Regions from separate parts of the Sus scrofa genome. Here region 1 is linked to region 2. A link is a contact called in public HiChIP or PLAC-seq data. All regions are on one chromosome and are shown on one strand. Each heading gives the region's core, a stretch centred on a gene start, on an enhancer-like site or on the middle of the called end of the contact. The rest is flanking DNA. Distances are from core to core; before and after follow the strand shown. Region 1 overlaps LOC110255627 (a long non-coding RNA gene). Region 2 overlaps LYPLAL1 (lysophospholipase-like protein 1).

Region 1 (6,747 bases), core at 3,908-6,407, 240 kb after region 2:
ATCATCATGTAAACTGTGATATTTCTGTAACCCAAAGAAAAGACAAAAGAACTCTGGAGTCAAGGAGAGGTTGGCCGATTCCAGGTCTGCAGATATTTATCTTGAAAACAGGCAATGAAATATAAACACGTTTGCTATGGAATACTCAAATGCATATGGAAATTTTTCCATGATTAGATGTGATAACATTTATACAGCTAACAATACTATGTGAATGCTTGTTTCCATAGCAGCATAATTAATAGTGCTAAATGTCCATCTACCTGCAGGAGTTGGCAAGCTTTTTTGGTAAAGGCTATTTAGTAACTATTTTTGGCTTTGTGGGTCATGGAATTTGTCACAATTACTCAGCTCTGCTTTTGAAGTACAAAAGCAGCCATAGATAATATATAAATGAATGAATGTGATTGTTTCCAATAAAACTTTATTTACAAAAACAAGCAGTGGTGGACCTGAACTGTGGTCCACAGTTTGCCAATCTCTGTGTTAGAGGGCTGAAATCATTCCATTTCATTGAGGAAATTCTAAAAGATGCTACACTTGCACACAACAGAAAAAGATGCATTTGAATTTAAGTTATATCTAAATCTTATGATTAAAAAGGGAAGAGGTCAACATGATTTTTGTTCTTACTTGCAAATGTAATAAATGGTAAGAAGAAAAGGATTTATGCTAAATGAGAAAATAATCCAGTAATTCATAAGGAAGACTTTTTAGCTGTCAGATTAACTAAACATTGGAACGTACTCCAGAGGTGATATTAGCACATAAAATAATAAGAACCGAGTAAAACTCAGTATCAATCAATCTATACGTGTTTAATGCTGTAAGTCCTGTTGGAGAAATACAAAGATTAGGAAACAAATTGAAACAGAAAAAATGAATGTTAGAAAGCTAAACATATTTCACTTATGAGAAATTATCATGTGGTTAGTTAGTACTGCTATTTATTTAATGGTGAGGAAAATGCTTCCATGGTTAAGAGGGCTTAGGTTACTTGCATAATTAAAAGTCTATCTGAGAGCCGTCTCTAGAGGTAAGAAAGAAGAAAACAGATTAGCCTTAACAGATTTAGCCTTTTAATCATCTGAAATCATGGAATGTGTTCATATAACTTCTTAAAATCAATTTATAGCTCTATTACTCCATAAAGCAGGCACCAAAATGACCACACATATATGTACACATATATATGCATCTATGTATACATGGTGTGTGTGTATACACAGGATATGTACATATATTTTATACACATATGTACATTAGTTATTTTTCCCTATTCTCTGTAGAGTACATACGCAGTGCATATATTATACATGACATGTAGTGTATATATATGCACTGTGTATATCCTATGTATGTACAGTATATAAAGTATACATAGCATGTATGCTGTATATAATATAGATGGTATATGAAGTATACATAGCATATATGCTGTACAAGATATATGTAGTATATGAATGTAAATCTACACATATATAGTGTGTATACAGGATGTGTGGTGCATATATACATATATATTGCATTCCACATATATATATATCTACTGTAGAGAGAACAGAGGCTAATATTGGTAAGGTACCTATTACCAATATTTCCACATCATTTTTCTCATTAGAACATCCCATCAACAGATAATACCAAAAAAATGCAAAGTAATTTAAGCAAAGATAATAGTGAATTTTTTTTTTTTTTTTTTTTTTTTTTGTCTTTTTGCCATTTCTTGGGCCGTTCCCGTGACATATGGAGGTTTCCAGGCTAGGGGTCGAATTGGAGCTGTAGTCACTGGCCTACGCCACAGCCACAGCAACACGGGATCTGAGCCACATCTGCAACCTACATCACAGCTCACGGCAATGCCGGATCTTTAACCCACTGAGCAAGGTCAGGGATCAAACCCGCAACCTCATGGTTCCTAGTCAGATTCGTTAACCACTGAGCCACGATGGGAACTCTGTGAATAGGTTTTTAAGAAGAGACCAATGCAACCTTACTGCACATCACAGACAGATGGTTTGAAGTTTCTGCCCTCTCTTTCCCCAACAGATGGCACAGAAGAGAAAAATGGGACTCATGTTAGGTCATGCGCCAAATCATCTCTCTTCTCTAAAAGGTGGGAAAGCCATCAAACTGGTAAACAAGACTTTTGTAAGGGTGCATAAAACATATTCAATATTTGGCAGCAAGGGATTTCCATGAAGCTTTCCTGGGGGTTAATAAATCAACAGAAACCACTTACTGAAACGTTTTCATGGGTCCTGTGGAATTCTAAGCAAATATCAGGTTTAAGAATGAAAAGTCAGTTATATTTTCAACATAATCTAACGTTCAAAGGAGTGTAAAAGATGCTTAAGTGTGAATATTTTATGTTTCCCTGCTCTCAGCAGTAATCGCAGCCCATTAAAAAGAATGCTAAGCCATAGCTGTTAGCACTGGCAGAAGCCCAAGGAAACACTGAACCTTCACAGAAGGGGGCTAATTGCTACACCAAGAGGTAATTTCTTAAGGAACACTGAAGCCCTGTATACTCCCCAACGTGAGGCTGAATGCCACAATCTTATGTGAATATCGCATTTGATCATCTCGGCCTTTTGCTTGGTGGACTTCAGAACAAGCTCAGTTCAACGATACAGACAGGTAGAGGGAAGAAACGGAGAGAGAGAAAACTCCAACACCGTTTTTCTCTGTGGCTCCCATAAACCTGCCCCGCCCCTGACCCCCCGCCAGGAAATCTGACTGCTCCGTAAAGTTCCTGGTGACTGATGAGAAAGGCTCATGCAACTATCAAGTCAAGGGGCAACGTCCACTTTCTTTATTTGCCCAGATCTGGTGCTTCAGTCATCTTTTGCGAATTAAACAATTTTCTACCACTTGTCAGAGTTGGTGTTTTCAGAACCACATCACACTGAACTAGCCCTTCCTCTCAGCACAGTTTAGACCAGTGCCATGTGGCTTTATTAAACATCAAGTGACAATAAAGTGGAGGCCCCATGAATCCCTTGCCTGACGTCTCCCTTTTGGCAGAGTTTTGTCTCAACCCTATGGGTGCCTGGTTGTGTCTTGAGCTTATGATTTTTGTTCTGAAGGAAGAGCCCCCAAAGCAAGTGTGAGGGCAAGGTGGTTCTGAAGAATCATTTTCCCTAAAATGTTGCATGAGTTTCACCTCTTTGTCTCACTTTTTAATAACTGTAACAGCCAAATTTACATTGAAGAAAAATTCCCTTGAAAAAATAGGGTAAAGATGAAACAGTGGTTTCTCTAAAATGCATCACTGATGTGTCTAGCTTTTTCTACTTTGCAGCTTGGTCCTTTAGGCATCTCTGGTCCTCCATAAATGAGTGTTTGTGGAGTCCTTGTTTTGCTCCTGGCATCAGGTTGAGAGCAATGCCATAACAGAATACAAGAGGCATACAGCGCATGGCCCCACCCTTATGGAGTCATCAGTATCCTAGGAAAGATTAGAAAAAAAGAATTTATATGAAACAAAGAAACATTTTATCATAGTCACAATATGAATGATAGCAGAGAGGGCTCGCAACATCGGCAGATTTTGATGGGTCTTTATTCAGCTCCTTTGTTGAACTTCTTTTTGGCTTCATGCTTTCTTTTCTCCTCTTCTACCATTTTTTTCTGTAATGCAATGGCACTTTCTTTCCCTTGATCTGCAGATGCTGAAAGCCAATATCTGGACAGTTCACAATCCACTTAGCACCATCCATCCTTGAAGGGCTTCACAATCAAAATTATGTCTCACACTTGAGCCCTTCCCCCAAAACACCCGCATTTCTTCAGTGTCAGTCAGCGAGGTGTTTGGGAAAAAATACCACTTAAACCAGATGACACTCAAGCATCCCCTACCTTCATTTTCCTCTTCTCCTTCAAACCTTCCGTGGACTATCCAGCTTTGAAACATTCTATCCTCTTCTAAGACTGTACCCTGACCATGGGTCTGGTGGTTGCAACACTATCTTTAAATCAGAGGAGAGAACAAGAAAGGCCCCTTTCTCAGCTTCGGAGGGCTGTTCATCCCATCATCTCCTCCTCATTTAACAGCAAATCCCATTACTATTCCTGATCCTTTCTTATTTAGAGTTGGACGTGCCAGCTGCTGTACTTGATACTAGGAGAGAGAGGGGACCACTCCTCTTAGAGAGCACCAGGAGCAGCGAGCCCTAGGTGGACATAATGCTTTCCAGCACCAGGGTGGGGGGCTGTGCACCTGTCCTCTGGGGACCCCAGAGGACTGAAGGCAGACAGGGTTCCCACTGGAGAGAAAGAAGGGGCTTGGCTCCCCCAGGATGCAGATCCGTGTGGCTTCAAGTTGCGTTCTCTTCCCCCCTCTTTCTTCTCTCAGTTTGGAACTCCAAATTCGCGCCCTGGCTGTTCGTAATTAATACTAAGCATGACATTTTCTATTTGTACCTTTAAAATATGCTCTAAAGAAAGAAGAATTTTTAATTTTTTTCCTGTCAGTTTTATTTTTTCATTCTTTATACCTCACAGATGCTTCCTAAATGAGACCAATGTATATCGCTAATGAGGGCAGCCTCTCTCCTAGATAATTTTTCATCTGTCCCTCATGCTAAGCAAATCTGAAAGTCATTAAAGGTCACTATTCAGCTCACAATATGAAATCAAACATACACACACGTGAACACACACACACATGTCCATGTGTCAGTCCTTTTTGTTTTGTTTTTTAAAGAAAGCTGCCTGGATGAGGATCTTATTTCCTGCAAGTATTCCATTGAGGAATGTCTTAGCTTTTTAATCTTGAAGCTCGTCTCGGGATTTATCTAAAAGGAATTCTTTTGGTCATCGAGGTCTACACCCCTTTTCTTTCTCTCTTCTCCTTTTCAATTGCCTTTCTAAGGAATTGGAAGAAAATGCAGGCAGATGAGTAGTTAAGTAAACCCAGCACCATGCATGTCCCTTGGACCTGAGCCGGGCACATGTAAAGGTCTCCATTTGCCAAAAACACACCAGGGACCTCTTAAGCAATCCAGAATTGCTACATGTGTGCAAGAGCTAACATCCCGAACACAACAGAAATCTGTAATTCAATTATCCCCTGTTTCTCGTACATTCTTCCTCTGAGCATCCGGATACGCTGAAGCATGAAGTTCAAAGTGGAAACTACGGAACCCACCCCCTGCATGGGGACGGCCTTGAGGTCAGGCCCTCTCCAATTCACAGAGGCGCAAAGGAGGAGGAAGGGGCACTTGGCGCTACCCTCAATTAAGCCCCCGGGGAAATGGGAAGGAAGGGAAACAGTAACAGAGGAAAAAGCAGACAAAGGAGAAACCAAAAGCAGGAAGAAGAGTCAGAGTAACAAAGCCAGGCCAAGAGAAACTTTAACCAAGTGCTAATTTCTACTGCTCCTTGAGTGCTCTTGGGGGTGCGGGGGTTGGGGTGCTGATAGCATTCTTGGGAACTGGTCCTCAAAAAAAGGGAGGATGTCTTTGCAGGAGTTCAGAAGGACTTCTTTTTGCTGTTGGCCTGTTTTCTTCTTAAAAGGAGATTTACCCGCTCCGGTCTTTCCCATGTGCAAGTGTTCTGCTTCTGAAAGTGGGATCCTCAAATACACAAGACATTATTCACTACCTGCATATGATACGAAAATGAGAAAAAAGGGATCCCCTGGCAGTTTTGCTCACATTTATTACAGTGGGCCAGGTCGTATTCCATAAAAATGAGTAACTCCCAGCAGGCAAAAAAATGTATAGAATGTGCTGATCTTGAACACAGATTATTTATATAATATATTTTATCACCCAAAGACCTTACAAAGCTGGGTTTCTCTCCTGAGATCCACTGTTAATATTTCAACCTCTGTATATGCCAAATGGAAACAAAGACTGTCTGAAAAGGTAAATACAGCGCTGTCATTCTTCTTGGCACAATACTTGTGCAGTATATTTAACTAGAGTTACTATGAATATTAGTACTTTTTTTTTTTTTTACAAGATGTGGCAACATTATGCAATTAATGTTGCACTTAAATCCTTTTAAGCACCATGTGTTAGGCAAGGTTCTTCTGATTGCAAGTGACAGAAACCTAACTCAAATTCATTTAGAGGGAATTTACTGGTTGATACTGAAACATCTCAGGTTATCAAATGAAGGGTTAAGTAACCAATTCATTGGAATGATACAGATGCTGTTAGCCCCTCAAAAACAAATGAAGGAATTCCTGTTGTGGCTCAGCTGCAAAGGAAACCAACTAGTACCCATGAGGAACACAGGTTCAATCCCTAGCCCTGCTCAGTGGGTTCAGGATCCGGCGTTGCATGAGCTGCAAGGTAGGTCGTAGACAGGACTCAGATCTGGCATTGCTGTGGCTGTGATGTAGGCCGGCAACTAGCTCTGATGCGCCCCCCAGCTTAGGCACCTCTGTATGATGCAGGTGTGGCCCAAAAAAGAAAAAAATGGAGCCAAAGTTTCAAAACAGCTGGGATTTTCTTTCATTTTGTTTTTTAAGCTTTCATTTTTTTTTTCCCCCCGTAAGTTGGCGTCCCTCTCTTTTAGTCCACATTTGTTCCAAATTGCAGGGAAATACAGCCCCTGGCCAGTCCTAGGCTTCACATGCTGCAGCTTTTAACAACAGAAAAGGTTTTACCCTTTTCCTTATTCCCAGTTGGAAAACCCAGAGAAAGAATTCGGACTGGCTTGGCTGTATCAGATGCCAGTGCTAAGTCAAAGAATCACCCTCATATCAAGTATCAGAATATATTCTTCCTTGTG
Region 2 (6,215 bases), core at 895-3,394:
CAGAGTACTGGTCTGCTCCAGGCCTGGGGCTCCACTTAGGCTCCAGGTCCCTGTCAGTACTCAGTATGGCCGGTCTTTTCCATTTTATCCATTCTCGTGGATGTATAGGGGTGGCACTTTGTTGTTTTGTTCTTTTAGGGCCGCACCTCTGGCATATGGAGGGTCCCAGGCTAGGCCTTGAATTGGAACTGCAGCTGCCAGCCTCGCCACGGCCACAGCAACACCAGATCCGAGCTGCGTCTGCGACCTACACCACAGCTTGGGGCAGCACTTAACCCACTGAGCGAAGCCAGGGATGGAACCCGTGTCCTCATGCGCTGAGCCACAATGCGAACTCCGTTATTTTCACGTAATAGGAATTTCTTGAGGTATGATAAGAGAACAGAATTACCAGTGCCTTGCACACATTTCAGGAAAATTCAGATTATATGAGACACAAAGACAGCTGGTACACAAGACTTTGTGTGTAATTTTAACACGTGAAAAACCAAAATTATATTTACAGAGAACCAGTGTACTGTTATGTATGTTTGATTCTGCTTCACATCTGCCTGTAGAAACACGTCTCTGCGGCTCTACACGCATACAGCCTTTCCCAGGGAAGGGCGGCCGCAGCGTGTTCCCGCACTGAGGCTAAGGTGCAGGTCCTTGCGTGCGTCATCGCGTGCGTCATCTCTGTCATATTGGTCAACTCTGCCATTTAGCTGCAACCAGATCAGGTCCGTTTGTTCCATCCAGCACTGAATTAAGCTGCTATGATCAGAGCTCTAAGCACCAGCCACGCTGCAGCCCTGGTCCCAGCTGCGCCCACCAAGGGCCTGGTCCCATCCAGCTGAACAATTTCCATGGCCTGGTAAGGATGTGCCTCAGGAGGCCAGCTGTCCTTCTCCTTACGTCTCTGTACCGACCTTCCTACTTCGTCCAAAGCATTCATCCAGCGTTGCAAGGGCAATTGCTCAGACTCCATCTGGGCCTGCAAGGCACAGTCCAGGGCGGTGCAGCCTCCACCAGAGCCCCGGCCTTAATGGTCAGGAGGAATCACAAGGCTTTGAAAGAGCTTTACCTCATCTCCCAGCATTTTATTCTGACCCTTGCCCAGAAAACAGCCTAGGACCCCTTTCTGAGGACAGCTGTATTTATTGACCTAACCACCTCACCAGGGTGTGTGGTCCAGGAGAAAGTAAAACGGGTAGATCCAGACATCTGTTGAGTCAGTTTTTGCTGAGAAAGACCCAATGCTCAAAGATACCAAACCCCAGTGAGTTGTAGGGACTGTGTGCAGCCCATCCAGTACCTGACTGCCAGCTCACTGTTGAATCATTTTGCAACAAAAGGCTCTGCATTGTTGAACGGGAAGCTTTCCAGAAATAAAAGCCAAAAATACAATACAGATTCATTTTATGAGCCACAGTAGTGTGGCCCCTGTCAGCTTATCAGACTGGAACAGTGACACATAACCTGAGAAAGTATTAATACACAGTGAGGCACCACTTACAACCCCAAGAAGAGGTCAAAAGTCAGATGTAATTAGTGTGTCAGGAGCAAGCATGGGCAATGCCCCAGGCAGTGTGGTTGCCTTCACTGCCAGACAACTGGGTCAACTTTCGTCAGGACTCAAAAGTTTGGCATGCAACGGCAGGCCGTATATCAAAAACACTGGCTCCTTTGCTTTGTATCCAGTATAATGGTTGATGTGTCACCGTGTCTAGTCTGCTGATGGCTTAAGTAAGCAGTGCTGGCAGTCTGGCCGTCCAGTCTCGACCAGCAGCTTGACTCCAGTCAGTTTCAGCAGAAAAGTGGGTCCCTCTACATAAGTGACTCAGATGGTTCAATCAGCAGCCACTGTTTATTTCCTGGGTTAGCAGAGCCAAAGGGAGGGGGGGCTGTCTTTAATCTTCCAGTCTGTGGTTCGCTAAGTGACAGTCCAAATAATCAGGCCATGACAACAACTCAAGAGTCAGTAAAAATATAATGAGGTTGATCCAATGTTGTGTTTGCCAGAGCTATGAGGGCAACCTCGAGTTTTGCCCACTGAGCAGAAAGACCCTGTCCACTTTCAGTTCTGAGTCGCTGGCCCTGAGCCCAAACAGTTGCATCTGACCAGTGGCCACCATCGGGTTTCAGCTCAGCCAGCCACCGCTGAAGCAGGCCCAGGCGTTAAGGGAACCTCTGTGACTCAGCGGCCCTGCACCAGCAGCTATGCTGCAGGTGTTGAGGTGGAAGAGCTGCCATTTTTTCATGTAGAGCCAAGGCGCCGCTGAGGCCAGGCCGGCTGCAGTCTTGAATGTGCCATTTCCACGACTGGATCCTTTTCACGTTGTTAGTCATTGAGTCTGAGTCGATCCATCCCAAAAGGGAAATACCAGGCCAGAGAGTCACAGTTCCTCCAGGGGACGGGCACTCCGTTTCAACAAGAGCCCAAGAGTAAGCTGACAGCTGCTTTTTCAAAAGAGGTCCAGCTGGGAGCTGTGGCAAGGAGGCGGTGAGTGAGTCCAAAGGAGGCCACCTCCGACTGCCAGAGGCTGCAACTGGCAGCATCGTCTGTCACAGAGGCTTGTGGCCTGAAGGGTCCTCAGCGGTGGAGGGCCCGGCAGCTCCCTCCGTGCAGCCCCTCCCAAGCAGGAGAATGGCTCTGGGACCTCGCGGGCATTTACAGCGTAAGCATGTCAAACATGAATACCAGTCACACATTCAGCAGCGGGACCCAGAGGACAAGACACTGAGTCCCCCCTGAGGGCTCCACTCCCGGGTTTACGTCTTCCTCCTTGCTGTGAACTCTTGCCCAAGCCGAGCAGTCAAATTTGGGCATAATCCTCCCTGGAGGGACCTGTCGGCCGGAACTCGGGTGCCAGTCTCGGCCAGATCCACAAAAGTGTGAACCCCTTCTCTTTCCCACATTCCCTGGGGATAGATTGCGATTTTTCATCCCTTTGGAGAACAGAGCCGTGTCACCCTGGCCCCAAGCTGTCCCTTACGCCAGCTGAGGTCTGTGAAAGGAGGAGGGGCGGATCTCAGGGGTATGGGGGCGCAGGGGGGAGACTCCATGCTGTCCCATTTCAGTTTGGAGAGGCATATCGGTGGCCTGCAACAGTTCGGGCTTTCGGAGTCTGTTTCTCACTCTTCAGGGGGTCGACCTCACCAGCCTTGTAAACTCCATCTAGGACCACGAAAGCCTGTCCCTGAGTGCCAGTCAGTGCCCTCTCTGTGGCTTCCAACTGGAAATCGTCTCCAGGCAGTTTTCTGAAGGGTCCAAAGTGCCCTTAAGGCAGGTAGGACCCAGTGTGCTCTGTGGCCCTCTACGCCACCCCAGCGGATGCAGGGCTGGCGGCGTAGACGCGGCTGTCGTGTTGCCCCTTGAGGAGCATGCTGCATGATGCCATCCATCCATCCACCAGAGAGCGGTCTAAAGATTAGCCGGGCCTCTCCCCGTAGGGATCGTGAATCTCCCTTCCTTCACACTCGAGGCAGGTATGTGTCTCTGCACCTGTTGTCAGAAGGAGGAAGGATCCTTCTGTCCATACAGAACGAATGTTAGTATCCGTTATTCTAAAAGGGGGGCCCGAGGCTGAGATTGACCGAGGTCCTTCTACTGGAGGAGAATTAGCAGTAAACAGGGTACCAGTTGGGGAGCTGTCTTGATCCCATTCTTGCCCAATTGCTCCTCATTAAGGGAGAATAAGCTGGAACACCATTTACTGCCCAGTTGACCAGCCAGTTTGTTCAGCGTGTTCGCTGCCATATCCCCAGGACTTCCCTCAAATTCTGCAAAGCCTTCGTTCTTTCCTTTTTCATACTTCAGTCTTTCAGAAAACGAGCGTGAAATTTAGTTTGAAATATTGAGTGGAATTTTACAAAAAGATAAGCTATTGTCTGAAAATATATGTATTTTTTATGCTCCCCTCAAGTTATTACGTGCATTACCTTTGTGATTTTATTTAGGCCTTTGTCTTGGACTGGTTACGAAAGCCATATGTGATTTTTATACTGGGAATAGAATTAATGGGTCTATGATGAATAGTGGACATCCTGTTTTGAAGAAATCATATTTTGGGCAAAATGCCCATAAGAGACCTGTGTTTTTGCCAATAGTTTTTAGTTCAGAGCCTCTGGGATCTTTCTTTTTTTCATTTTTTTCTTTTTTTTTTAAGAAGTGATGAGAAAGTTTAATGTGCTTGCATTCTATTTTAAATTCCTATTAGAGATTATTTCAAAATAGCTTGTTACTTCATTTTTTGTTATTGTAGCAAATTAATACTTTTTTTGGTTTTGATTTATTCTGGTATTTCACTACCTACTCTTAAGGACATAGTATTACTTGAATTAAAAAAAAAATCACTGTTTTCATTTTCTCTTTCCCTCTTTCTTCCCAGCTCTTTGTTTTGTTTTGTGTTGTTGTTATTGTTGTTTGGCCCTGCCTGCACCATGTGGAAGTTCCTGGGCCAGGGATCGAACCCACACCACAGCAGCGACCCAGGCCACTGCAGCAACACCACCAGAGCGTCAACCCTCTGCGCCACAAGAGAACTTCAGTTTTTTCTAGTCAGTTGGTGGCTTGTCCATTTGAAACTAGAGGAACACTTGACGTATTAATACTTGACATAGTAATTTTGGCCATTCCTGGTCTGTTTTCTTTTGCCAATGAAATTATTGAATTTGAAATGTCTGTGAGAGACAGACATCTTTCCCTTGGGCACTAGGTATTAAGCTCGTTTCTCTGTCCTATAACCAGAGAGAAGTGTCAAAACCAAAGATCACAGCATGCAATCGGCAGAGGCAAATAAATGGCTCTCTCTAAAAATTTCACTTCAACAGCAATAAATCTCTAGTTCAACTTAAAAACAGGGTTTTTAAATGGCGAATGAAAAAATGTATCAATTTCAAATAGTAGCTGAAATCCTTTAAAAAAAAAAAAGTTTCTTCTTAATTAGCCTGTGAAATGTCGAGCGGGCTTCAGGGCAGCTGTTTTGACGCTGTCTTGGTTCTGCCACAGCATCAGGAATTTCTCTGGCTGGAGGGAATCCAGAAATTATCATTTTACACATGGAAACTGAGATCCAGAGATGGTTGGTGACGTGCTTGGAATCCCGAGGAAGCCTTTGCCCTGGTCCATAGAGCCATGGTGGTAATACTCAGAAAGGCCGTGAAATACTCACCTACATTTCAAACGTCAGATTCAGAGCCATTTCCTTTCCTTTGCAGACATTCGATATTCATGCTGCCTTTGGCTCCATTTTACTGTTGTGCTAAATGCACGTAGTGGTCCCTCCCTCTGCCTCAGTAACAGGCTCAGCCTCATGTTTCATAATGGTGCAGATTTAAGAGTTTTTAAAGCCGATTAACCATTTCTCTCAGAGTTCTAATTTCTGAGCCCCATAACCTGCTTCAGTCCTTATCTTACTCGATGTCTTTATAGAATGTGATGCGTTGATTAACCCCTGATTCTGGAAACTTGAACCTTCCAGCCTGGTTTTTTAGTATCTTTGGACTATGATTTCTCTGTTTCCTTCATTTTTTTTTTCTTCTTGCTACTCCCTTTAATGTGAAGGCTCCTTTTCATTCTGTTTTTCTCCTCATTCTCTTTCTGGGTGATCTTCCACATATATGGCTTGGGAATGCTGGCCCCATAGCCACCTGTCTGGCCCCAGGCTCTCATCATTGCTCTCCACCCCCGCTTATACCTCCTGCAGGAGCGTCTCACCTGGGTGTCACACAGCCCCCGACACAGTTCATATCCTCACAACACTGCAAAATGTTCACACAGTTCCTATCCTCAAAATATCGCAAAGTTTTCACACTTGCCAAATATGATTTGGGGAAAAAGCCTCATTTCCCAAGGTTCTGTTCCCTCGTCTATAAAATGGATTTGTTCTGAGATAAAGGAAAAGGAGCCCGGCACGGCAGTGCAGCGTCATTGCTCTCTTGGTCTGCTCCGGAAGGCCCTTCTGTTGTGATCTGTTTTAAATGAACTTTCGGCCACATAATAATGTCTTTGTGTCACCCCCCACCCCGATCCTTTCATCATGCCTGTGAACAAATCCTTTTGATGTTGCATCAAAGAAACGTCTTTCCACTTGGCCTCTACACCATCCTCATGGCCTCCGCCTTGGTTCTGTTCTCGTTACACCTCATTACACGGTCTGCCTCTGGTCTCCTTCGTCGCTTCCTTCTCCAGCACACCAGCAGAACCATCCGAGTTACTGGCCTTCCCTACTGCC

Evidence for each region. HiChIP or PLAC-seq counts read pairs in DNA pulled down with a chosen protein or histone mark.
Region 1: a contact with region 2 is called in an H3K27ac HiChIP or PLAC-seq map of skeletal muscle, with 5 times the contacts expected there. The contact joins two enhancer-like sites. A contact is called at or near these places in 1 of 47 Hi-C or Micro-C datasets (skeletal muscle) and 1 of 2 datasets of contacts at active chromatin or transcription factors (skeletal muscle).

What each region holds. Positions count from the first base shown.
Region 1 is chr10:9,213,199-9,219,945 of Sscrofa11.1, forward strand. The region is part of intron 2 of LOC110255627 (a long non-coding RNA gene); the gene reads right to left. The region is part of intron 1 of LOC106507893 (a long non-coding RNA gene); the gene reads left to right. Among named protein-coding and RNA genes, the nearest start is that of LYPLAL1, 270 kb to the left of the region's middle. Within about 2 kb of position 5,158, at least 3 of the 83 cell types and tissues checked have an H3K27ac peak or open chromatin away from gene starts, as enhancers often do. A contact at or near this core is called in skeletal muscle, where this site is marked.
Region 2 is chr10:8,978,812-8,985,026 of Sscrofa11.1, forward strand. The region is part of intron 5 of LYPLAL1 (lysophospholipase-like protein 1); the gene reads left to right. Among named protein-coding and RNA genes, the nearest start is that of LYPLAL1, 35 kb to the left of the region's middle. Within about 2 kb of position 2,145, at least 19 of the 83 cell types and tissues checked have an H3K27ac peak or open chromatin away from gene starts, as enhancers often do. A contact at or near this core is called in skeletal muscle, where this site is marked.